Regions from separate parts of the Sus scrofa genome. Here regions 1, 2 and 4 are each linked to region 3. Evidence: chromatin contacts called from public HiChIP or PLAC-seq and promoter capture Hi-C data. All regions are on one chromosome and are shown on one strand. The core of a region is the stretch at or near the end of the contact, and the rest is flanking DNA. Distances in the headings are between cores, read along the strand shown.

Region 1 (6,006 bases), core at 316-2,815, 250 kb after region 3:
TACACATTGGGCAGGTGGGGCTGGTCCACCAGTGAGTTCCTTTGGGGTCAGGAGGGTTCCTGGGGTCTGACATTCTGACCCTCTTGGCTCTCTCTTTCTCTAGGTAGCCCAGCAGCAGTGAAGATCCAGATGGATGATACCACGTCCACCGCTGAGCAGTGACCTTCCTCACTTTCCCTTGCCCAGCTTCTCCCCTGGGGGCCTGAGAGACCCTCTCCTCCCTTCTGCCCCATCTTCCAAGCTGTAGAGGAACAGCCCCCAGTGCACTGGGGGAGGGGAGGGAGTGAGGGGCAGTGGTGCCCTTCCTGCTGGAGAGACATGCAGCAGTAGCGCCGGCGCCATCTGCAGGGAGCTGGCGGGCTGGCCTTTTGGGCCCTGGCTTCTCCCCACTGTAACGTCTGTTACACACAAACTGTTGTGGGTTCCCGCCAGGCTTGAAGAAAATGATCTGAATTTCTTCCTCCTTTTGGTTTTATTTTGTTGGTTTATTTTGTGTTTTCATTTCTCCTTTTTGGGGGGTATTCACAGTGGGCCGGGCCCCTGGGCGAGACACAGCTACCTCTGTTGGCATCTTTTTAATACCAGGAACCCAGCGGCTCCAGCCCCTGAGCGGCTAGAATGAAATAAAGTTGGAAAAAAAAAAAAAAAAAAAAAGGAAAAGAACCAAAAGCATAAAAAACCACAGCAAATTTCTTGACAAAAATTGAAAATAAAAGTTTCCTTGTATTTTAGTGCTCTGGTTCAGTGTGGGTGTAGGTGCAGGTGGGTGTGTCCGACGGGAGCCTTGGGACAGTGCAGCTGAAGACCAAGGGTTTCCTTGTGTCCTGAGACTCCACGAAATCTGGACTGTGCACCTACCCTCGTGCTCCGGCCGCCACCACCTGCACGCTGCGAGGAGCTCCGGAGCCCCCTGGGTTCACAGCCTAAGCCTGACTCCCAGCTTCGCGGCCGTCTCCAGGCTGTAGATGTCTGCTGTAGAGAATCAAAGGAGAATCTTCCTCGCAACATTGCGAAGACAAACCAGCGAAGTGCCGGAGCAGTTTTGAACAGCTGCTAAGCACCACCTTAGGGTTTATTTCAAGAAAGGCTGCTCTGGGTTTTCTGTTTGTGTGAAGTGAGAACACAAGATGCCGTCCTCCCGACCTCTCGTATGGGAACCAAGGCAGAGAGTTCCCTTACCTGAGGGGCAGCGCGGGGTATGGTGTCAAGGAAGAAGGTTTCAAAGTCACAGGACTTGGGAGTGGGTGCGACCTTGAGACGTGGGGCGAAAGAGGGTCCGGCTCTGACGCCTCCGTCCGAAGGGAGGGGCCGTCTTTTGGGTACCAGTTTTTCGGACGAAATCCGCCATAAGGCGTAAGGCCCACATCTGGAGGGAAGGGCGGGGAAGCTAAAGGCGTCCCCCTACGCGCCGCCTTCTCCACCTGGGAGAGAGCAGAGCGGTCCTCCCCGGCCGCCCTCTGCACCGCCTGCCCCGCGCGGCCGCGCGAATGAAACTTCCGGCTTCCGCGGCGGACGGGAAGCCCGGAAGAGGCGGGGCCTCAGCGGGCGCGCTGTGCGCTTGCGCGAGACGTTCCCGTGGTGTGGCGTCGGAGCGCCAGCCCCGCACCACACGTGGAGTGCTGTCGCTGCTTCCTAGGGCCTTCTCGGGACTGGACCCGCTTCCAGGTGAGCTGCAGCTTCGGGCGGGTCTTCTGCAGGAAGTCGAGGAAGGAAGGGTGAGGCGTCCACTTGGACCGGGGCGTGGGAAGGGGACGTTGTACCAGCGGTGTGGGACCCAGGGCCCGGGGCTCAGCGTGTAGTGGAGGTGTGGCCAGGCCTCGAGGGGCAGTGGGGCTGCTGAGTCGAGGTTCTCGTCAAGGCAGTGCCCTTTTCCACTTCAACTTGCTTCGTCTGCTCTCTGCCTTTCCCGGACAACACGCGCCACTCTACTGTCTCTCGTTTTTGTTTTCCTCAGTACCATGGGGCGCAAATTGGACCCTACGAAGGAGAAACGCGGGCCGGGCCGAAAGGCCCGAAAGCAGAAAGGTGCTGAGACCGAACTCGTCAGATTCTTGCCTGCAGGTAAGGGTCAGGCGTGCCCGTCCCCTTCCGATTCTCTAGCTTTTGCGCCGTTCTTCCATCTGTAGTGTAATCCCTCAGTTTTTTAGATTGTGTGTTCATGAGTTATTAGGAAGTAAATATGAATGGAACAATCTCATAAACGTTTAGAAATTAGGGAAGATGTGACGGGCACAAGTTCCCATGCAAGGAGATGTGTGGTTTAATGTTTAGGGCCTTCAGAGGAAGCAGGATTCCACGGAGTTGCCAAGTTTGAAAAGATTTTGTGACTTTTTTTTTTTTTTTTTGGCCGTCTCGGCAGCATGTGGAAGTTCCCAGGCCAGGGAGCGAATCCAAACTGGAGCTGTGACCTACCATACTGATCGTTAAGCGACTGCACCACAGCAGGAACTTCCAAGAAGTTGGGTTTTGCACTAAGCTCTTCTTAGATGACCTGCTTCTGTGTGGGGGTTTCATAGGTAGCCATGCAGCTCCCTTGGTGTGATCTATTGAAAATCAGCCCTGGACACAAAAGATTGTAAGACAAAAAAAGAAGAGAAGGAGAAAAAAGAAGTTGGGTTTTGAGAAGTGGGTGACATTTTAGCAGGTGGAAGTTGGGAACGGGACAGTCCAGTCACTGTGAACTGCATTGTAGAGGAGATGGGAAGGCACAGAGCTGGCTCCCACTTGGTCAGGAGTCTACTGCAGGTAGTTTGTGTTGAGTATTGTCTAAAAGATGCAGTTTATTGAAGTATAGGTAAGTGGTAAATACAATGCTGAACCCGCTGGACACATTATATCACTTCATTCTCTGTGTCCTGTGAGAGAGGCACTGCCGAGGAAATGGATGCTGAGAGGTTAATTTGTATAGTTATAAAATGATAGTGCTTTATGGAGTTCCAGTCTTGGTGCAGTGGAAATGAATCCGACTGGGAACCATGAGATTGCGGGTTCGATCCCTGGCCTTGCTCAGTGGGTTAAGGATCCGGTGCTGCCCTAAGCTGTGGTGTAGTTTGCAGACATGGCTAGGATCTGGCGTTGCTGTGGCTGTGGTGTAGGCTGGCAGCAACAGCTCTGATTGGACCCCTAGCCTGGGAACCTCCATAAGCCGCCTCCGGTGCAGCCCTAAAAAAAGGACAAAAGGAAAAAAAAAAAAAATAGGAGGGCTTTAAACTTTCTATTTCTTGGAGAATATAGGAAAAGCAGTAGTTTTGAAATCTGTGGTTGGCAACTGATTAGATAAAAGAAAGGGCAGAAGAAAGATTTGAAAGTTTCAGAATGGCGATGATGCTATTTTTTGAAATCAGTCTGGAGGGAGGCCCAGTTTGGATTTGGTTGATGAGCAGCCAGATGGCGATCAGCTCCTTTACATCTCTTTACCCGGCTCCCTGTAGAGCACAGTGGAGTGAGTTACAATCTCTTCCCTTTAACTACTGTCCTAATTCTCTGCCCTTTTATTTTCTCTCCTGCTTTTTATTTTCTCATAACCTCCTCTCTTCCTTTTTTTGATTTTTTAAACAGCTGGTGATGAAAATTCCAAGAGGCTGTCCAGTCGTGCTCGAAAGAGGTGAGTGTAGGAGTCCTGTCGTGGTTCAGTGGAAACGAATCCTACTAGCATCCTTAAGGATGCAGGTTCAATCCTTGGACTCGCTCAGTGGGTTAAGGATCCAGTGTTGCCATGAGCTGTGGCATAGGTTGCAGACGAGGCTCGGATCTGGCGTGGCTGTGGCTGTGGTGTATGCCGGTGGCTACAGCCATGTGCCTCAGGTGCGGCCCTAAAAAGACCAAAAAAAAAAAAAAAAAAAAAAAGGAAAGAAAGAGGTGAGTGTGAATGTCCACATTTATGTTACACAGGCAGATTAAATTGGTCCTGCTCATCTTTGGGCACATGATCCCATGTGACCCTGCTGATGGAAAGGGCTCTTTGGGGACTGTCATGGTTCCCTGCAGTGGGAAGTGGCAGAGCCTGGAGGGGTATTCCATTTCCTTACTCCTTATGTCTTTTCAGGGCAGCCAAGAGGAGGTTGGGCTCTGCTGAAGTCCGTGAGACAAATAAATCCCCTGGGGCCAGACCATTGCCTGGAAAGCTACCAAAAGGTCAGTGAAAATAGGAGCTGGGTGCTATGTGAGGAGTACACTGGGTCCTGGGTAGGGAAGAGCTTGCTGATCATTTCTGGAGTGAAAGGAACAGCCAAAGGACATTTGTGGGGGTAGAGAGTACAGGCCTCATTAATGTGTGACTGCTCTCAGCCCGGTATTCAAACCCTTTGGGATCTCTGCAGGAGCCGTCCAGACACCGAGTAAGAAGGGAGCCCTGTCCTTATTTAATGCTGCTCAAGGCAAGAAGCGCCCAGCATCAGCCTATAGCAGTGAGGAGGAGGGAGAGGAGGAAGACTCTGAAGAGGGTGGTGTGGTGAACGAGGGGGACCTCTGGGGCTCTGAGGACAGTGATGCCGATATGGTAGATGACTATGGAGCCAACTCCAGTTCAGAGGACGAAGAAGAGGATGACAGTGAAGAGGTGAGCTCTGTCTCTCTGGGTCTCCAGGAAGCGATCTTTGCCTTTTTGAGTCTTTCCAGATCGTTGAGACTGACTGTCCCTTGGTGACGAGGATAAGCCTGTGTAGAGGACAAGGATTTTATTTGGTATCTGTGAACCTCAAAAAGATTTTTTCTTTGGGGAGTTGCCGTTGTGGCTCAGTGGTTAACTAATCCGACTAGGAACCAGAGGTTGCGGGTTCGATCCCTGGCCTTGCTCAGTGGGTTAAGGATCTGATGTTGCCATGAGCTGTGGTGTAGGTTGCAGACGCGGCTCGGATCCTGTGTTGCTGTGGCTCCGGCGTAGGCCGGCAGCTGTAGCTCTGATTTGACCCCTGGCCTGGGAACCTCCATATGCCGTGGGAACAGCCCAAGAAATGTCAAACAGACAAAAAAAAAAGATTTTTTTCTTTTGACTTGGTGATTCTGTCCTAGGAAGAGGATCCAAAACGTAGACAACGATTTATTTACTGAAGTAGGAGAAGTTATTATGTACTGTACAGTTAGTATGTGAGTGTGTAATTAGGAAAATTGAAGCAATTTCTTTGTATGGAATACAAAGAAAGTCCCCACTTGCACCTTTGTCCCACAACCCCCCCCTTTACAGAGCTACTATTTTGAGACTTAGAGGCACCATGTGGACCATAACGCCAAAACTCTGGAAACTTCCAAATGCCCAATATGCTTAAGTTAATTGTGGTTTATTCGTATGCTAATTAACAGTTGGCCGTTATGTTTGTGAAAATGCTTGTGATCTAACTATGAAAAAAGTCAAGAAACACTCTTGAAAATGCGTAATGATTTTAACTGCGTGAGAAACGTGGAGTAGGTCTGGAGGAGGATATGGCAAAGTGGGTATCCAAGGGCAATTTTTGTCCCCCACACCTGTGTACAAACAGGAATGGAAAGAAAAGTACAACGAACCCTTTCAATCTGTCGCTGTAGTTCACTGATGGTAGATATTGTGCCAGTCTTATATATTCCTATTTTCAGAGTCTATTTCTTTTTTGGAGCAAGAGTTATAGTTGTATTTAGGAAAAAATAAAATAACAGAGGCCGGAAGTATTATGTGGGCTGGCGGAAGGACAGGCCTTGCGGCACCAGCCCCTTGTGTCTTTTTTTCAGTTGCTGCCCATTGAAAGGGCTGCTCGAAAGCAGAAGGCCCAGGAAGCTGTTACTGGGTAAGTTTGGGAAACTCTTAGGGTGGAGAACAGGCAGCGGCTGGAGTGAAGTGTGAGGAAGGAGGTGGTGTCTGCTTTGATCTGTGAACCATTTTGTTCCTGGACCTGTTTACAGGAGCCAGTGGAGTGAGGAGGAGACTGAGGAAGAGGAGGAGGAATCCCCTGAGTCAGGCCCTAGAGAAGATGATGAGACAGAAGGGGGCCTCCAGATCAATGTGGATGAGGAGGAGCCTTTTGTACTGCCCCTTGC
Region 2 (6,512 bases), core at 380-2,879, 210 kb before region 3:
CTCTCTCTCTCTCTCTCTCTCTCTCTTTTTATTATTTATTTATTTATTTTTTGCTGCCCCTGCAGCATGCAGAAATTCCCTTGCCAGGGATCGAACCCGAGCCACAGCAGCGACCCCAACTGCAACAGTAACAACCCTGGATCCTTAACCCCCTGTACCACCAGGGAACTCCAGAGCAAACTTTTAAAACAGAACACAATGGCCTGGAGGTCAGGCGAGACAAGGGCCCTTCCTCCTCTGGTGGGCCTGGCTTCCTCTCAGAAAGACCGAGTCTGTCTCCGCCCACAGCCACACTGTTTGCCAAGCCCTTAGGCAGCTGCAACCCTTAGAGGTTCGAACTCTTGACCAGAGGCTGAAGAAAAAAGGATGTCTCAGACTTCCCATAGTGGCTCAGTGGTTAACGAACCCTACTGGTATCCACGAGGATGCAGGTTTGATCTCTGGCCTTGCTCAGTGGGTTAAGGATCTGGCATTGCCATGAGCTGTGGTGTAGGTCATAGATTCGGCTCAGATCCCAACTTGCTGTGGCTGTGGTGTAGGCTGGCAGCTGCAGCTCCAACTTGACCCCTAGCCTGGGAAACTCCATGTGCCACAGGTTCAGCCCTAAAAACCAAAAGGCAAAAAAAAAAAAAAAAAAAAAAAGATGTCTCTATCCCCTCCTTAGACAAGTTCATGGGCAGCCATGAGTGCATTTTTCTCTTTAATTTTTAATTTTTTTATTTTTATTTTTTCGTCTTTTTAGGGCCACACCCATGGCATGTGGAGGTTCCCAGGCTAGGGATAAAATCGGAGCCACATAGCTGCTGGCCTTAGCATCACCGGATCCAAGCTGCATCTGCAACATGCTGAAGCTTGCAAGAATGCTAGATCCTTAACTCACTGAGCAAGAGCAGGAATCAAACCTGCATCCTCATGGATACTAGTAGGGGTCCTTTGTTTGTTTTGTTTTGTTTTGTTTGTTTGTTTGTTTGTTTGTTTGTTTTTGAAGAAGACAAACTTGTTTATAAATTCCTGCAGTGATCTTGGGCTGAAGTTTCCAGTAAGGCGAGGACCATAGACCCAACAATGAAGAAAGATGCAGGTACAAGACCTAGTCGGGTTCTTAACCCACTGAGCCACAACGGGAACTCCAGGCCTGAGTGCACTGAGGTGGAGAGGAAAGGTCTTAACACAGACTCCAGTGCTGCTTTGGGGTCCCAGCGACCCCTGTTCTGTGTCACTGAGGAGTGAAGGAGATCAAGATCCCAGGGCAACCAAGCTTCATTCCACTGTGCCCTCCTGCACTGCCCAGCTCTCAGCCTTATTCCTGTCGCATCATCCTGGGCATTGAAAGCCTGGCCATGCCTGGACCATAGCAGCTGGTTAGCTGGGTAACTTGGGCAGGAAGCACAGGGTTAAAGGAGAAGGGCGGTCCAGGAAAGAGAGTCCCTCTCAACTGCAATTTCCACTGGGTAGGAACCCCCGAAACAGAGCAGCAGTGCCTAGAGAGGTGAAGAAAGGTGAAACTCCCATCAGATGTGGAAGTGAAAGTCTGGGCCTCCCACCAAAGGCTTTCCAGTCCCTTAAAACTGCAGACCCATCTCTAGCCCTTCCCCACATGGCCAGCAGGTGGCAGCACCATCAGGGATTTCAAAACCAAAACTAAATCAAATTGGAAACAGACTTTTTTTTTTTGGTTTTGTTTATGCAAATAGTTAGTTCCTTACAACATTTCTCCCGGAATGGTCCCCCCCCTTCCCCCTCCACGGTCATTCCCTCCCCCTTCTCTCCTCTGCATGACTGCGCTCTCCCTGGACACAGAGTGGATGAAGCCGCTGCAGGAGAACCAGGGATCCCCAGAGAGGCCTTGAGAAATGTGAGTAAGGTTGATGGGGACCAAGGAGGGAGGGAGAAGCCAGAGCGGAGAACCCCGGGCACGGGAGGTTTATTCCTGCTCTCAAATTCATTCAGGGAGGTGGGAACACCCTTCCCTTCCCCATATACCTTATCCGTTCCGATGCACACACGCGTGCACACAGTCCAACACGTACCCCCCATCCCTCCTCCTGGGGATGAAAGGAGACCCCAGACCTAGAAAGTGATGTCCAGTGCCTTCCTCCTCCAGCTCATAGGGAACAGTGAGATGGACGGAACCCACTCTGCCCCAGAAGGGGGTCCTGTGCCCCCAACGCCTCCTTCCATAGGTGGTTTCTCCCAGAGGCCTTTGCTGAACCTTTGGAAGCCCTTTCAGGGAGCCATGACGGGAAACCCTCACCCTCAATTAACTGGTCCCAAGCCAGCCCTATTCCAGGAAGGGGAGGGGAGGGGAGGGGAGGGATGGGTCAAGGCAGGGGAGGAGGATGAGGAGAGAGGTGGAGGGAGTGAGATGACCTCTGGACTGGACGCTGCTCTGGGGAGGAACAGCCAGGGCAGCAGCTGACCAGCCTCCCCAATCCACCCTCCCCACCCAGAACATGTCGGTGAGGTCTAGCCTGGACAGAGAGGAAAATGACCATCCCATCCCCCCCTGCGACCACTGCCCAGGTAGCAAGGGCACTTGCTGCACCCCTCCAGCCCTATAGACACCATTTTTCTTTTTGGCAGGTGGCTCGTATACCTCCTGGTGCCAGGCCTGTTCTACAGCTTGGGGGGCACCACGCCCCTCCCTCAGAAGCTCTTTGGGGAGGTGACATCCCCTCGGTACCCCAAGCCTTACCCCAACAACTTTGAGACAACCACTGTCATCACAGTCCCCACGGGATACAGGGTGAAGCTGGTCTTCTGGCAGTTTGACCTGGAGCCTTCGGAAGGCTGTTTCTATGACTATGTCAAGGTAGGGGGTCCGGTCAGGAGGGCAGAGAGAGAGTTGGGGGTCTCTGGAAGCTGGGGACTTGTGCTCCAACCCCCCTGGACACACTCCCCACCTGGGGACACAGCCCCAAGTCTGTAAAAGCTGAGAGTCACGTGGAGTTCTGAGTGTCAAGCGATGCCACGGATGGGCATCCACTGGTTTAGAGACTCTCGGTGGGCACTGAGGGGAGAAACACAGAGGGAAGGAACCAACCCCAGCCTCAGGAAATATCCTGTCTACAGGAGTCAGAAACACCTGCCCCATCTGCTTACTCGCGTGTGGGAGTCTTTGGGAAACCGCTGTGCCTCAGTTTCCCTGTTTCCATGGAGAGTATCACCGTGGCTCCCTGCCTCACCAGGAACACAGGGACAAGGGGAAGGGAGCGGTGCATGGTGGTGGCTCAAGCAGAGCCTTTATTGGGGACAGTGGGCTCATCCCCTAACCCCTGTAATGACTAAGGGCCCCATCCTAGACCCGTCTTTCTACATCCAATAAAAATGAGACTCTCGGAGTTCCCAGTCATGGCACAGTGGCTAACGAATCCGACTAGGAACGATGAGGTTTCGGGTTCAATCCCTGGCCTCGCTCAGTGGGTTAACGATCCGGCGTTGCCGTGAGCTGTGGTGTAGGTCGCAGACGCGGCTCGGATCCCGAATTGCTGTGGCTCTGGTGTAGGCGGGTGGCTATGTCTCCGATTCGACCCCTCGCCTGGGAACCTCCATTTGCCACGGGAGCGGCCCTAGAAAAGTCAAAAAGACAAAATAAGAAGAAGAAAAAGATTCTTGATTCAGGATTCAAGTAGAGCCTACATACAGCCCATAAATACTATGCCCAGGAGAACCCCTGGAGATTATAAGAGAAGAACATGAACAGGATGTGTTTTCCTAGCCCAGAGGACTTGAGACATCGGCAGTGCTAGGGCGGGAAGGGTCTTGGGGGCAGGGTTAGTGAGGAATGGGGGTGGGGGTTAGGGAGGGACATCTTCTGCTCTTGAGGAATTAAAGAATCGGTGAAGAAAGAGGTCAGGGATGCTAGGCGACGCTTGCCGAGCCTGCCAGACCCCAGAGGCTCACACTCAGCTGAGTCTATCGGGAGGCATGGCTGGACTTGAGTGGTTTGACTAAGGTGAGGCGGAACGAGGGCAGAAGATAAAGCAGATCATCCAGGCTCTAGGAAGGAAGGAGTGATGGAGGCTGGGCTGAAGCCATCAGGATTCCAGCAGAAGGCAGGCACAGGAGGAGACAGGAGTGCAGAAAAGTCTGACACAGGCTAGGGGGTCATCAAAAGGGAGGGGCGGTGTTCCAGCCACAGGGTAACGAGCAGGGTTGGCCGATGGGGCTGCAGGGGACAGAGAAAAGGTACCTGGGGAAGCTTGCCACAGCCAGAGCAACAGGCAAAGAGCCGCTGAAGTTGGTCCAGCCAGGAGGCAGGATCCTTCACTGACAGCCTTCCCTGACCTGCCACGTGGCACAGGTCCCCTCGGCAGCTGGACTTCCTCTCCCTTGTCCTTCCTCCACCAGATCTCTGCGGATAAGAAAACGCTGGGGAGGTTCTGCGGGCAGCTGGGCTCTCCCCTGGGAAACCCCCCAGGAAGGAAGGAATTTATGTCCCAAGGGAACAAGATGCTGCTGACCTTTCACACAGATTTCTCCAACGAGGAGAATGGTACCATCATGTTTTACAAGGGCTTCCTCGCCTACTACCAAGCTGTGGGTGAGTGGTCCCTGTGCCGGGCATCTGTCCTCAGTCAGATTGAACAGGGGCTGGAAAAAGGGAACCTGGAATCCGAAGAAGCAGGAGTCCTGGCCTTCCTTGTTTTTCCCCAGAGAGCTTTTTCCAGAAGAGGGCTACCCACCCGGGCCCCGTCCCCATCACGCAGAACGGGATGAGAGAGGCCCCAGGGGTCTGGGTGGCCAGGGGCTGACTCTGTCTTTTGGTCTCCAGTGAGTGACCTCGCAGACACCAGCGCCACCACAGAAGTCCCTCAGCGGGATTTTTTTTTTTTTTTTTTTTTGCTTCTTACGGCTGCACCTGCAGCATATGGAGGTTCCCAGGCTAGGAGTAGAATTAGAACTACAGCAGCCGGCCCACACCACAGCCACAACAATACCAGTTCTGAGTCACGTCTGTGACCTATACAACTGCTCATGGCAACACTGGATCCTTAACCCACTGAGCGAGGCCAGGGATCAAACCAGCAACCTCATGGCTCCTAGTCGTATTCATTTCCCCTGGGCCACAGCGGGAACTCCCCTTAGCGGGATTTAATCCTTCCTTCCTGAATCTTTTCCAGACCTGGATGAATGTGCTTTTCAGCACAACTCAGGGGAGGACAATGCCCAGCAGCCCCGGTGCCAGCACCTGTGTCACAACTACATCGGCGGCTATTTCTGCTCCTGCCACCTAGGCTATGAGCTTCAGGAGGATGGGCATTCCTGCCAGGGTGAGGTCAGGGTGGCCCAGGAGGAGGCTGGGACTGATCAGGGTTTGCTGGGCCAGTCCGAGTCCCCTGGTGACCCCCTTGCGGCTCTGTTCTCACAGCCGAGTGCAGCAGGGAGCTGTTCACAGAGCCTTCAGGCTACATCTCCAGCCTGGAGTACCCCCAGCCCTACCCCCCCGACCTGCGCTGCAACTACAGCATCCGGGTGGAGCGGGGTCTCACCATCCACCTCAAGTTCCTGGAACCCTTCGAAATCGATGACCACCAGCAAGTACACTGTCCCTACGACCAGCTACAGGTATAGCCATCCCAGCCCCAGAGAGACCCCACCCTCTCCATCCCACCCCTCGTGGCTCCTCTCATCCCTGCTTCCTGCTGGACCCTCTAGCCAACATCGCACTTGGGTCCGGCAAGCCCCGACACACCTGCCACATGAATCCCAGAGATCCCTTTCAGCTTCAGTTGAAAACCTACACAAAGCAGGCTTCCCACCACCATCACCACCACCACCACCACCACGGCTCTGGCCCGGAGTGGGGGGTAATGTCTGAATTGGAGAGATGACCCTGCTTCCTCCCCCACTAGATCTATGCCAGCGGGAGGAACATCGGGGAGTTCTGTGGGAGTCAGAGGCCGGCGCCCATTGACACCAACAGCAACGCCGTGGATCTGCTCTTCTTCACAGACGAGTCAGGGGACAGCCGGGGCTGGAAGCTGCACTACACCACGGAAAGTAAGGCTGCCCTCGGCCCTCCCTGGCCAGCAGTGGGGCGGGGTGGGGTGGGAGAAAGAAGGCCAGTGGCTCGGAAATAAACGTGCTCTCTGGTCTCCCCAACAGTCATCAAGTGCCCCCAGCCCAAGACTCTAGACACATTCACCGTCATCCAGGACCTGCAGCCTCAGTACGAGTTCCGGGACTATTTCATCGCCTCCTGCAAACAAGGCTACCAGCTCATGGAGGTGAGAGCAGGGCGGAGGGGAGGGAGGCGGCCCACTGTTCACAGGGCTGGGCTCACAGCAGATTGAGCCTCAGCCACAGACATCCGACTGGAAGGGTCATCTGGTCTGCCAGCTCTCCAACCCAACAGCACCCTGGAAGCGCTTAGGACTTTAAAACACTGATGTCTGAGTCCCCCGCTAGAAGCTGTTCTGTGGGTCTGGAGGGCAGCCTGGGCATCGGGACTACTTAGAGCTACCCAGGTGATTCTAATGCCCAGCCAAGTTTTGTTTTGTTTTGTTTTG
Region 3 (5,737 bases), core at 661-3,160:
CTCTGTACCACTCCCTAGAAGAGCATGGATTACAGCGTTCATGAATAAACTGAGCATTCTTATCAGGGAGGTCAAATAAGCTCTCTTTCTACCAAGAACCCAATTTGAAGATAATCAAATATGTCAGAAGTTGGCCAGCAAAGCCAACGAATGGAGCTCTCTTGACTTGGGGTGAGAGAAGGAAAGTGTAAAGATTACGAAACCTCCTTTGGATGATTCAAACCATTACTAGGGAGACAGGAGTGTCAAGAGGGAGCCACTGCAGGTAAGTGAAAGAAGGGAGACTTCTACCATCTGTTGATAATTAATTAAAAAAACAACTCTTTTCCTTCCTGAGAAAGACAGTGCTTCACCAGGCCATGCACATGATAAACTGGGAGGCGGGTGGGAGCTATGCAGTGATTAAACTTCTCTGCTGGAAATAAAAGATGCTGATTCCACCAAGGATTGGGAACCCTGGAGCTCTGCTCTGAGCAGTCCTCTTTTAGCTCTGCCAGAGCCAGACTTCAGAGAAGCAGCACATTGTCTGAGGCCCAGATCAAAGCCCAGCAAACCAAGCAACCCACAAATCACAGTGATGATCCTGAACTGGGCCTTAGGTCACGCTGCTCTGCTCAGCACTGGCGATGTATTAACGAAGCCTTTCCACTCTGACTTGCAGTTTTCCAGGCCATGAGCTGGTCTGGCTGAACACCCTGGGCAGGGCCCAGCAGCGGCTTGAGGGAGGGGTGGTGAGGGGGGCGGATCCCAATCGGACTCCTACCCAGCTGGCGGCCCAAGGGTGACACAGGAAGGCAGAACTGCAGGAAGGGAGGTACTGGGTGGAGCCTGCAAAACGTAAAGCATGGTGTGGGTGGCTGCTTTGTCTAACTAGTCAAGAGTGGGAGCAGGATGGGAAAGGGGCCTTAGTATCTCCCACGAAAGAAACCATCTCTCTGGGAATACTTTCAAAGGGGTTCCCTCCGCTCTATGTGATGGGCAGGGGAAAGGGGCGGGGTGGGCCGTGGCCATAATTCACCTCCAAGGAGAAACGACTAGAGCTTTCCTCTCCTCTTTCCTCCCCTCCGTACCACCAATGACCCACCTCCCCGCCCTCTGTCCGTATTAACCATGGGTGGAGGCTCTCTAACTCGGCCTTTCTCAAAACAAGCCTTCTTCATGGCCACTTCTAAACTACCAGACGCCTGGGAGCTGCAGTCCCCCCCCTCATACCCCAACCCGGGCCCAAAACAGCGGGGGGTCGCCCCATCCCTCCTAAACGAGACTACAAAATCCAGAGAGCCATGCGCGACGGGCAAGGCCAACTCCCAGGCTTTCCGCAGGAGTCCACGTGGGAGATGTAGTCCGCCGACCGGGTGGCGCCTTTAGCTTAGAATGACAATGACGGGAGTGAGGGACTACAATACCCACAGTGCTCCCCGAGACCGGGGGCGGATGAAGCGGGCGCGGTGGCTTCCGGGGATAGTAGTCACACGACAGCTCCCGCGAATCCAAAGCAACGGCAAGAGTAGCGTGAGAGACTACAAGTCCCAGGGTGCACCGCAGGGAGGCGGTGGTCCAAGCCTTGCAGGCCCCGGCAGAATGACCAGGGCAATGGAGGGGAAGTCGTGCTCGCTGCGGGCGTGGGGAATGGGCTTACCGGTGTGTCGAAGGAGAAGGCGCATTCGTCTTTGTGGACCCGGTCTCCAGCCTTGGGGACCCGGATCGTCGGTAATACTGACAGCAGCGCCTCCTCACTCAGCTCCGCCATGACACCGGCAGCAGCTCCTCCACACACCGCGGCTCCCACTTCTAGTCCCCCACCCCCTACCCCTCCGTCCAATGAGCACTACTCGTTAGGTGCATGCGCTGAAGGGAGGACGCGCGAGAATGGCAGTTGGACGGAGCCTGCCGGCTAGTGCTCCGCCCTCTGCCCGCCTCTCGACTAAAGCCAATGAAAAGCGCTTCTAATGCAATCGTTGGTCGAAAGAGCCAATCCCACACCTCCAAGGGCAGAGCGCATGTAGAGCAGCGAGGTGGGCTCCGGAGTTTTGGCTGCTGGGATTCTGGGACTTTGCGTGCCTTCTTTTGAAGAGCAGAAACTGACAGTTGTTTAAACCCGTCCATTCCAGAAACCTTCTTTTGGATTTGTCCAATTCGAAAATAGACGAGCAGACAAGTATTCTTGGTATTTGAAAGGGGGCTGTCCAATGAGGCGGGGTTTGGGGATTAGTGCCGAGTGATTGCTAACTCTGCGGACCAATAAGGATTACTATCTTTAGGGCCTCAGAAAAATCTTCATAACTCCGTCTCCGACTGGATTATAACTGTAATAATTCCTGATCCTATTTTTTAATAAAATCATTTGATTTTGAAACTGGAGGTCTCAAAAGCGAAGACTGGCATTCCTCAAAATCTCACTACGGACTACTCGCAGCCCGATAAGGAACAAAAGTCCCCTTATCAAAGAGGCGTCACCCCTGGGTTGGGCCAGCCGCGGTCCCTCGGCCCCACGGTCTCTATGATAGACGTCCTCCCTACCCAATGGCTTCCTTCCCTGGAGGCGGGCCTCACATAGCGGACCTATAGGAGCCTGCGTCGGCTCAGCCAATAGGCTCAGGGTAGGGGCGTGGCGGGAAGTTTGAAACTCAGCTTCGGGAGTTGAGGATCAAGCTGCTTTGCACCCAAAGGTGGATTTGGGGCCTGGTAAGTGATTTGAATAAATTAGTGAAGAAGTTAGAGGGTCCAGCAGACTCGGAGACGCTGCCTTGTCAGCTTTATCAGCCGTTATCCCCGCAGGGACCTCTGGCCTGGCTACCAGACTGTTCCTCAGCGGGGAATGGGGAAGATCCGGTGGTCTGGGGTCAAAAGTCGAACGTGGTCGCAGTAAGGGCTAAGACCTGAGTCACTTCTCACAGGCATCCCCTCTTCGCCCGGGGCGGGCTCTGCCCCATCCTATTTCTCCTGCTTGAGATGGGCTCAGCCAAGAGCGTCCCAGTCACTCCAGCGCGGCCTCCGCCGCACAACAAGCTTCTGGCTCGAGTAGCGGACCCCCGTTCACCCAGCGCCGGCATCCAACGCACTCCCATCCAGGTACCCTGGGCCAGGGCGGGGGAGGCCGCGAAACTGAATTATTGGGCCTCTGCCTAACCTGATTTTGGAAGAGCTCTTACTCCCCCAACCCCCGCCACCTCCCTCTGAGGCCTTATTTTCCCTCATTCTCAATCTGGATGAAGTAGGTTGAGTGTCTGATGCCCTTGGCCAGTTCCCACCTGGAGTGTCAGCTGAGGCTAGAGATCTGGGAGAGAAGAGTCAGGGCTCAGACTTATTCTAGCCTTTGGTCCCGACAGGTAGAGAGCTCTCCACAGCCAAACCTGCCTTCAGGGGAGCAGCTGGAGGGTCCTAAGCAGGCCCAGGACACAGATCCCCGCTCTCCTACCCTTGGCATTGCACGGACACCCATGAAGACCAGCAGCGGAGGTTAAGTGTTGGGTCCAGGGAATTCTGATAATGCTGTCACTTAGCATCATTGGGTGGGATCAGTGAGGCTGTCCTCTCAGGCTTCTTCTTCTTTTTTTTTTTTTTTTTGGCTTTTTAGGGCCGCACCCATGCATATGGAGGTTCATAGGCTAAGAGTCCAATTGGAGCTACAGCTGCTGGCCTACACCACAGCCACAGCAACACAGGATCTGAGCAGCATTTGTGACCTACCCCACAGCTCACGGCAATGCCAGATCCTCAACCCACTGAGCGAGGCCAGGGATTGAACCCGCAACCTCATGGTTCCTAGTCGGATTCATTTCCGCTGTGCCACAATGAGAACTCCCCCATGTCATTCTTTTTTTCAACACTTTGTTCCCTCTCCTTGACTTCTCTCTTCCCAGTCCTTCATCCACCATAGCATGACTCCAAAGGCAGGTGTATCTTTTCCCTCCTTGCTGATTGTATCAGAAGGTCACGATCTTGCTTCACTTCCCCGCCCCCAGAGCTCCAAAGCCCACTGGTGAAACAGCTGAGTGATGTATTTGAGACGGAAGACCCCAAGTCAAATCTTCCCCCAGAACCTATTCTGCCCCTGGAGACACTGTCATCTTCTGAACTGGACTTGCCTCTGGGCACCCGGTTTTCCCTTGAGGACCAGATGCCACCTTGGAGCCACAGTGAGCTCCCCTCCAAGCAGATGCTTTCCAAGGAGGAAACAGGACAGCCCTCAGAAACCCCTGTGGCCAGCCAGGGCTCCGACAAGCCCTTGAGAGACCCCGAGACACCTAGATCTTCAGGTACAGAATCTGAAGGCAAGGTATGGGGAAGAGAAATTGGGAGAGTGCTCTGGGATAGTGGCCGCGGTGAACAGAAGAGGACTAAACTGGAAGCCCCTAATCTCGGCTCCGTGTTTTAACTCCTTGTCCACCTTAGGTTCTAAGTGCAGCAGACGGAAACCAAACGGCAAAGTGCTAGGAAGATCTCCTCTCACCATCCTGCAAGACGACAACTCCCCCGGGACTCGGACAGCACGACAGGTAAAGGGAGAGAGGGTGAAAGCTGTCACTAGGAAATTCAGCGTAAAGGTGGGAGGCCCTTTTTCCCCATCTCCCCTCCTCTGAACACCCTCCCTCCCTCAGCTTGCACACTGCCTTTTGCAGGGCAAGCGGCCTTCTCCCCTGAGTGAGAATGTTAGGGAACTAAAGGAAGGGGCCATTCTGGGAACTGAACGACTTCTGAAAACTGGAGGACGAGTGTGGGAGCACGGCCAGGGCCATGACAAGGAAAATCGGCACTTTCCTCTGGTAGAGAACTAGGCCAGATGTGGCCCCAGCGGCGGCCTCACCAGGGGCCCAGTGATATGCTGTGTCCGCTCACCCCTCCTTTCCCTGGGCGACTGGAAAGGCTCGTTTTCTTCAACTCCCCCTAAACTACCAACTCGGACTGAGAGCTTTCATGACTTTCTTTTTGTTTTATGTGTGTCTGTATGTACATTAAAGCAAGTGATTTTAAACAATTTGCTATATCCTTGCACTGAGTCTTCTGTATGTAGAAAGGCAGCTGGGGGTGGGGGGAGGGCTTGTGTGTCCTGCCTGAGTGTCCCCCGACTGGTACCTCCAAGCCGCTTTTATGCACCCCCCCTCTTTTTCTTTGGGGCTACACCTTGGCATAGGGAAGTTCCCAGGCTAAGTGTCAAATTGGAGCTGCAGCTGCCAGCCTAGGCCACAGCCACAGCAACACCAGATCTGAGCCATATCTGCAACCTACACCACAGCTCATGGCAATGCCGGATCCTTAACCCACTGAGCGAGGCCAGGAATCAAACCCAAGTCCTCATGGATATGAGTCGGGTTCATTACCACTGAGCCACAGTGAGAACACCCTTTGTACCTCTCTTAAATCTTGGTGTTCCCCTGGGCGCTGTCCTTGGCTCTTTCCTCTTGCTTTCCTTGGGCTCTTCTAGGGCTACTCTGGTCATGTTCGGGTCTCTCTTCCTAACCCTGACCTTCATCCAGCTGCCCCAGAGGCACTTCAGAGTCAGTTTGTCTAAGGTTGAATTTGTGATCTTCGCCCCCAAAGTTCTTCTCCTCCCCATTCTCTCCCCCCATGAATGACAGCACTATCCACCCACTTGTCCAACCCAAACCTTGGCCGTATTCTTGTTTTTTTGTGTGTGAGTGTCTTTTTTGCCATTTCTTGGGCCTCTCCCTCGGCATATGGAGGTTCCCAGGCTAGGGGTCTAATCGGAGCTGTAGCCACTGGCCTACGCCAGAGC
Region 4 (6,075 bases), core at 730-3,229, 210 kb after region 3:
GAGCTGCAGCATCAACCTACTCGGGCTCCTTTAACCCACTGAATTGGGTAGGGAATGGAACCCAGGCCTCCACAGCAACCTGCACCTCTGCAGTTGGATTCTTAGCCCACTGTGCCACAGTTGGAACTCCAGATAGGAGATTATTTTGACTGTCCATCTATATGGTAAATCCTTTTGAAATAATTTCCCAGCCTCTAGGAGGACCACCAGGAACCTCTACTGGGATCTGATTTCTCCTGAGACCAGTTGGGATTTGTTTTATTCTCTGTAACAGGAAATTGGGAAGTGGAACTCAGTTTTCCATTGACAGCAGTCATTCTGTCTCCTCTTGTAGTTGGTTGTTTATGCTCCTTGAAGGGAAGGGGCACCTGTGGTCCTGCACTCTCCATGGTGCCTGGCTCTGTGCTTTGCTAGGTACTCTGTCAACATCTGTTGAGTGAACATGAGTAGCAGTGTTTAGGGAAACAGGAGGTCTTAGCTCTTCAGGTGTATATAGCATGATCCTCTGTTCACACTGTAGTGGGATGTCCATCCATAGGCGTGGCCTAGGATGAGAATGGACCACTTGACCTGAGGAGGTGGTGTGGGAAGGGGACTGCTGGAATGTTGAGAAATAGTCTTTAGGTGGGCATTTGTAATTATTATGGGATGCTCTGAGGTGAACTGAACTTTATGTGAATGGCTCATCTGACCAGCTTGGTATTTGGTGGGTCTTACTCAAAATTTAACTGGAGGTAAGTGTTGCTAAGTGTCTGGAGAACATCTGGATTTTGGTGGGATTGGGTGGGGCTCAGTCCAGTTCCTGCATGTCTGAAAATGATGGATGAGGAAAGCTAGAGTCTGTCCTAGACATCAAGAGACTTTGTGCCAGGATACTGCTTTGGGCCATTAAGGGCTGAAGGTGTGTACAAGTTGGGGCGGGGACAGGGCAATGTGGATAGCCTGCTTCACCCTTGCTGGTGTGGGAGTTAGGGTTTTAGACTGACAGCCTCTGGAGATGGGGGAGGGATGAGTATAAATATTATGGGATGCCTGACTGGAAAGGTATAGGGGTGGTAGAGATGAGCATTATGGGACCTGACTCTGGGTTGTGTTGGGAGTATTATTGTATGTTTGCTTGACCACAGGTTCTTTGTCATTATTATGGGATGTCAGGGTGTGGGTGGGGGAGTAAAATTATGGGATATCTTTCCAGTGCTAGAGGAAAGGAGTTTGGATGTCCATCTGTGAGGTGACTGTAGGGCTGTTGATCATTATGGATATCTCTGATAGAGGAGGAGTGGTTATTATGGGCTGTGGAGTGGGAATGAACGTCTGAAGCCTTGGGGTCGAGTTTTGAGGTTCTAGCCCACAGGGGCTGAGGGCAGCTCCCCAGGGGGTTGGTTATTATGGGATGTCAGTACAGAAAGTGGGAGACTGATTACTACGGGATGTGTGTGGGAAGTGGGAAGAGGCCGAAGTGTCCGTTGTTGGGGGGGGGTGAGTTTCTGACTATTATGGGATATCAAACTGGGGGTGGATGAAGAGTGGTTATTATGGGATGTCTGTGGGGGATGGGGATGAGTATTATGGGATGTGAGCATGAAGAGCGGGTAGGGGTGCTTATTATGGGATGGCCATGGGGAGGGAGAGGTGACGAATTATTATGGGATGTTAGCATTAGGGCCAAGAGTGAAGAAGTTGGCAAAGGATGGCTATTATGGGATGTCTAGGGGAGGGGTAAAGTGTTAGTTGCAAAAGGTCTGCAATATCATGAGATGTCAACATCCCTGGCATATATGTATATGTGTATGGAGTGCGTGCGCGTGGGGGGGTGATGGTTGTGGTGGTGGTGGTGGTACGGTGGTGGTGGTGGTGGTGGTGTCCGTGTGTATTATGGGATGGCCAGGAGGTGGGTGGTTGCCCGGGTGACACGCGCGCGCGCGCTCGAAGGGGGCGTGGCCAGTGGTTGCTGAGCGACGAGGGGGCGGGGGTTGCCCGGGAGACCTAGGGAGGAGGGTGGCGGTAGTGGAGGGGGGGTTGGAGTTGGTTGAGGTTATTATGGGCTGTCCGTGGGGGGGCGGGGCCTGTGCGGTGGGATTTCCCGGCCGGTGTTTCGGGCCCTTTAAGAGGCGACGCTGGAGCCGGAGCCATTTTCCCCCCTTCGGCCGCGGCGAGGAGGAGCCGGAGCGGGAGTGACACCCGGCCGGACCCTGCGCGACCTGCGGCGGCTCCGGGGTGAGGAGAGCGCGGGGTTCCCAGACAGAAGCCCCTCTCATCCCGACCGGCCCCGAGGGTCATCCCTCCACCCAGCCTCTCTTCGGGCGTCCCCGGACCCGCAGACCGCCCCCTGCCCGGGAAGCCGACCCTGCCTCTCCTTCCCCTGCAGGGCGCCCAGCCCCCGCCCTCGCCCTGCCCGACTCTAGCTCTCCGCGACTCCCACCTCGGGCTTTGCCTCCCACAATGCCCGGCGCCCCCCTCGCCCTTTGCTCACTTGCCCCCCGGGACACGTGGCCCGGCCCCCCGCCTGGTGGGAGCCCCGGCCCCCCACGCCCCTGCCTCCAGCCCCCCGGAGCGCCGAGCCTCCACGCCCCCTCGTCCCCGCGGCTTCTCCGGAGAACCCGAGTTGTCCCAGAGGACAGCCTTTGGAGAGCTGCCCTGTCTGGGGACTGGCCCCTCCCCAGGCGCAGGGAGTCGCCCCCCCACCCCCAAGTGACCTTGTGTCCCCAAGCGCCTCGCCGCCGGCCGCCTCCCCCGATCCTCCCCCCACCCCCCCCGCGCCGCGGCCACTCGGACCCCCTCCCCCGACACGCCCGGCTCAGTTCAGCGGCTTCTCCCCTCCCTACGCCGGCACCGGCTTGCCCTCGGGGGCGCCGCTTCCTCCGGTCTGGGGGGCTCCAGCCCGGGAGCCGGCTTCCGGGCTGCCCCTGGGAGTGTGGAACTAAGTTCAGCCTGAGTGGTTCGGGTGCCCTGCTCGGGTGGCTGAGGGGTGGGGGGGCCGGGGGTGGGCGGAAAGCGCGGCGGGGTGGGGGAGGGGGCCGTGCGCGTCACTGACTGTTCTCTTTCTCTCCCCCCTCCCCCGCACAGTGACTCGGGCCAGTGTCGAGGGCCCCAGGCCGCAGGCAGGAGCAGCTGGGCCAATTCCCTGGCCGGGAGCGGAAGGGGATGGCGTCGGGCCTGGGCTCCCCGTCCCCCTGCTCAGCGGGCAGTGAGGAGGAGGATATGGATGCACTTTTGAACAACAGCCTGCCCCCACCCCACCCAGGTAACATCTTCCCCAAGGGCCCCGGGCAGGAAGGAGCCATCTGGGCCCTCCCTAGTGGCTCCGTGAGGCAGGGTTGAGTTTCTGGGCTTGCTCTGTGCAGTGAGAGGTGGAGGGCATCCGAAGGGAGTGGTTCTCTTCTGCGGAGCTCTTGTGCGAGGGGGTTGGAAGCCATGTGCCTCCCGGGCTGCGCGGACCGAGATGCAAGCTTGCTGCACTGCCTTCGGGAATTGCTCTGCAGTTCCCGGTTGAGGGAGCTCTCTGGGCTGGCAGGCTTTGTGGGTCCTTGGAGGAATGCAGGTGGCTGGGACCCCTGGAGGCTGTGCAGTGGGGAAGGGGCTGGGTTGAGGATCGCTTTTGGAGGAGACCAGCCGGGCATCTCTGCCGGTAGGATCCTGTGATTGCTGCTGTGGAAAAGAAAGAGGGAGTGCTGGTTACTCTCTGATTATTTTTAGCTTCTGATCAGTTACCGGCTTTCTGTGCTGTTTCAACTGTGTGAAGTTTGAATTGCGCTCCGAAGCTGGAATCTAGAGTGCTCTTAGCCAGGCAGATTGCTGGAATGTTTTGAGTGGGGCTAGGAGTGGGATGTAGTAGCCTGCAGGGTATACTCCAAGGGACAGAAAGAAGAGAGATGACACTCTGGGCACCTCTCTTCCTCGGGCAAGTGGACTTAATCCTGGCTTTTTTCTCTAGACGGTTCTGCCCTGTGCAGGTAGCCTGGGGTTTGGACTGGTGGTGTGAGGTGTTTGTGTAGGTGTGTTGGGGGTTGTGTTGTCTGTGTTTTGGGGTGGGTCCTTGCACTGGCCAAACCCGAATGGTTATGCATCCTGCCTGGTTGGAATGGCTCTTGTTTGTCCTCAAGTGATGATTGGTGTTATGTGTCTAAGTGAATGTCTCTCTTCTCTGTCTGTCTTCAGATCCCTTAGCTAAGTCACCTCCTTGTTTCCTTGACCTTTTTTTCGTAGCTTTGTTTTTTTCTACGTGCTGTTTCTTCATCTTTTCTGTTTGTGGTTTTATTTTAATTCTGGAGCTTGCTAGTCCTGTATTTGTTTCCCATCAAATGTTTTTCACTTTTGCCTTCTCTCTCCATAGTTCCAACTGCAAGTTGAGGTGGTCTGGGAGAGATGTTTCTACTTTGGCACTTTCTAAGTTGGAAGTCTTCGCTTCAATCCGAGGCCATTTAGGAGAGGGTCAGTCTTGTCATTGAGTCTTCAGCTGTGGGGATGAGAAACTTAGGCTTGAGTCTCATCACTGTGTAGGGCGAGGTGGCAGATTTCTGTGCTGTGGCCCAAGGTGGGGTGGAGAATGGCGGTAGTGGTGAGGTGGTTCCATCCTGGCTTTGAGGGGCATGAGGAGTAGCCGGGCCGTCCAGCCAGCGTTGGTTCCACATCTTGGTTTCCCATTGGCCCCTTGGTCTGGGGCTGCCCCTGTGTTGATTGGGAGCTGTGCAGGCTCCCACGGTGAACTCTGCCCCAAGCTGTAGCGTGACCCAGTTTTTCCACTTGCCACACCTCATTCCTGCCCCTTTCCCAAATCTTCCCCTGTATCTCAGCCAGTTTGTCGCTTGCCGTATCAGTACATCTGCCTGAGAAGTTTGAGGGTCTTATGTGGATGGAAGGTGTCCCCTTGGCCTCCATGGGTCTGTCCTTGTCTCCACTTCTAGTTTTTACGGAACTGATGAAGAGGAAGAGCCCAAAGGTGAGGTTGTTTGGGGAAAGGGGCAGTATGGGGATTGCTGAGGAGAAGTCTTTAAGAAACTCATTCTTTCTGGTGAGGTCCAGGCTGCTGTTCCATTCCCAGGGGGATGGGAGGGGCTCTCTTGTGCCTGGCCTGATCTTGGGCTGAGAGGGGAAGGGGGAGGCTGATGATGCTTTGTCCAGCCTCAAGTCTCCCGGTTCCTAGTGTCTACCTCACACGGGAAGGGTGGAGCCAGAGCATTTTAGGACCAGTTCTGGGGGTCAGGCGGTGAGAGCATGTGTAGGAGTAAAGGAAGCAGGCTGTTGTCCACCCCTATCCAGGTGCTGCTCCCTTTTTCTCGGTGTGGACATGGCACCCAGGTGTTGGATAGGTGGCTACCTCTGATCTGTTAGAAGGGGTTTAGGATCTGTGGCCTGTGCTCTGGATGGAGGTGAGGAGGAAACCTGAGTTTCAGAGAGGTCTTGTGAGCTCCCATTCCTCTAGGTAAATCTTTTGGGTGTCAAAAAGAAGGTTGTATCCTCTGACAACAACGCCACTGAGCTGTTTGTTAAATTCCATCTCTGATGTCTGAAAGAATAAGGATTGAGAGAGTAATGCAGTCTCTCACATGGTATCCCCTTCCAGGTTGGCTTGAGTTTCCTTGTCTAGGACATTAGAATGGTCTCCTGAGAACCGAGTCACCCTAGAGTAGGTGGTAGGAGAGGTGGCATGTGGACCTGGGGCTAGGTAATAATTTGGGAAGTGTTCTGTGAGAGGGTAGTCTTTCTCCTGCCACCTCTCTCAACCCCTCCCCCCCTCCCTGCCACTTCCTGTCTGTCCTCTGTTGGCAGCTGGGTGCCCTGGGCTGGCTTCTGTGGTCAGGAGCCATTTTCCCTCTCCTCAGTGGGTGAGCCATTCCCTCCTTCTCTCCACTCCCTTTTCTACTCCCCCCTCCTTGGGCGGGGGTGGCTTAGGAAGAAAGAGAGGGGGGAGGAGGGAGCTGGTGTGCTGGTGTGAATGTCTTACAAAGGGAGCTGCCTCCTGGCCCTCTCCTCCTCCTCTGTGCCCCTTCCCACCTATGCCTGCCCAGGAGCTCTCGCTTAACCCCAGGCTTTGTGTGCGCTCCCAGCTGGGGAGGAGGTGGAGCCAGATGGGAG

What was found. Promoter capture Hi-C pulls out the DNA fragments that hold promoters and counts their contacts. HiChIP or PLAC-seq counts read pairs in DNA pulled down with a chosen protein or histone mark.
Region 1: a contact with region 3 is called in an H3K27ac HiChIP or PLAC-seq map of alveolar macrophages. The contact joins the promoter of NOP2 here to the promoter of USP5 in region 3. A contact is called at or near these places in 1 of 5 promoter capture datasets (liver) and 2 of 2 datasets of contacts at active chromatin or transcription factors (alveolar macrophages and skeletal muscle).
Region 2: an H3K27ac HiChIP or PLAC-seq map of alveolar macrophages shows a contact between it and region 3. The contact joins the promoter of C1R here to the promoter of USP5 in region 3. A contact is called at or near these places in 2 of 5 promoter capture datasets (fetal liver and liver), 9 of 47 Hi-C or Micro-C datasets (alveolar macrophages, blood, embryonic fibroblasts and 6 more) and 1 of 2 datasets of contacts at active chromatin or transcription factors (alveolar macrophages).
Region 4: a promoter capture Hi-C map of fetal liver shows a contact between it and region 3, with 2.4 times the contacts expected there. The contact joins the promoter of CHD4 here to the promoter of USP5 in region 3. A contact is called at or near these places in 2 of 5 promoter capture datasets (fetal liver and liver) and 2 of 2 datasets of contacts at active chromatin or transcription factors (alveolar macrophages and skeletal muscle).

Annotation. Positions count from the first base shown.
Region 1 is chr5:64,104,544-64,110,549 of Sscrofa11.1, forward strand. It overlaps NOP2 (NOP2 nucleolar protein), which reads left to right and starts at 1,566. Exons shown (of 16, transcript NM_001244246.1): 1 at 1,566-1,665; 2 at 1,955-2,061; 3 at 3,559-3,604; 4 at 4,046-4,134; 5 at 4,320-4,558; 6 at 5,701-5,756; 7 at 5,872-6,006. The coding sequence starts at 1,959. CHD4 (chromodomain-helicase-DNA-binding protein 4) reads left to right here. Exons shown (of 40, transcript XM_021092425.1): 40 at 104-669. The coding sequence ends at 121. LOC102162288 (a long non-coding RNA gene) reads right to left here and starts at 1,353. Exons shown (of 2, transcript XR_297162.3): 1 at 1,180-1,353; 2 at 458-972.
Region 2 is chr5:63,642,468-63,648,979 of Sscrofa11.1, forward strand. It overlaps C1R (complement C1r subcomponent), which reads left to right and starts at 1,630. Exons shown (of 11, transcript XM_021092408.1): 1 at 1,630-1,855; 2 at 2,584-2,812; 3 at 4,351-4,543; 4 at 5,124-5,273; 5 at 5,372-5,568; 6 at 5,856-6,003; 7 at 6,109-6,230. The coding sequence starts at 1,854.
Region 3 is chr5:63,856,925-63,862,661 of Sscrofa11.1, forward strand. It overlaps USP5 (ubiquitin carboxyl-terminal hydrolase 5), which reads right to left and starts at 1,911. Exons shown (of 20, transcript XM_001925784.6): 1 at 1,640-1,911. The coding sequence starts at 1,750. It overlaps CDCA3 (cell division cycle-associated protein 3), which reads left to right and starts at 1,981. Exons shown (of 6, transcript XM_013987400.2): 1 at 1,981-2,685; 2 at 2,898-3,072; 3 at 3,330-3,459; 4 at 3,966-4,259; 5 at 4,396-4,499; 6 at 4,602-4,978. The coding sequence starts at 2,953. The coding sequence ends at 4,778.
Region 4 is chr5:64,069,648-64,075,722 of Sscrofa11.1, forward strand. It overlaps CHD4 (chromodomain-helicase-DNA-binding protein 4), which reads left to right and starts at 1,980. Exons shown (of 40, transcript XM_021092425.1): 1 at 1,980-2,217; 2 at 3,067-3,244. The coding sequence starts at 3,145.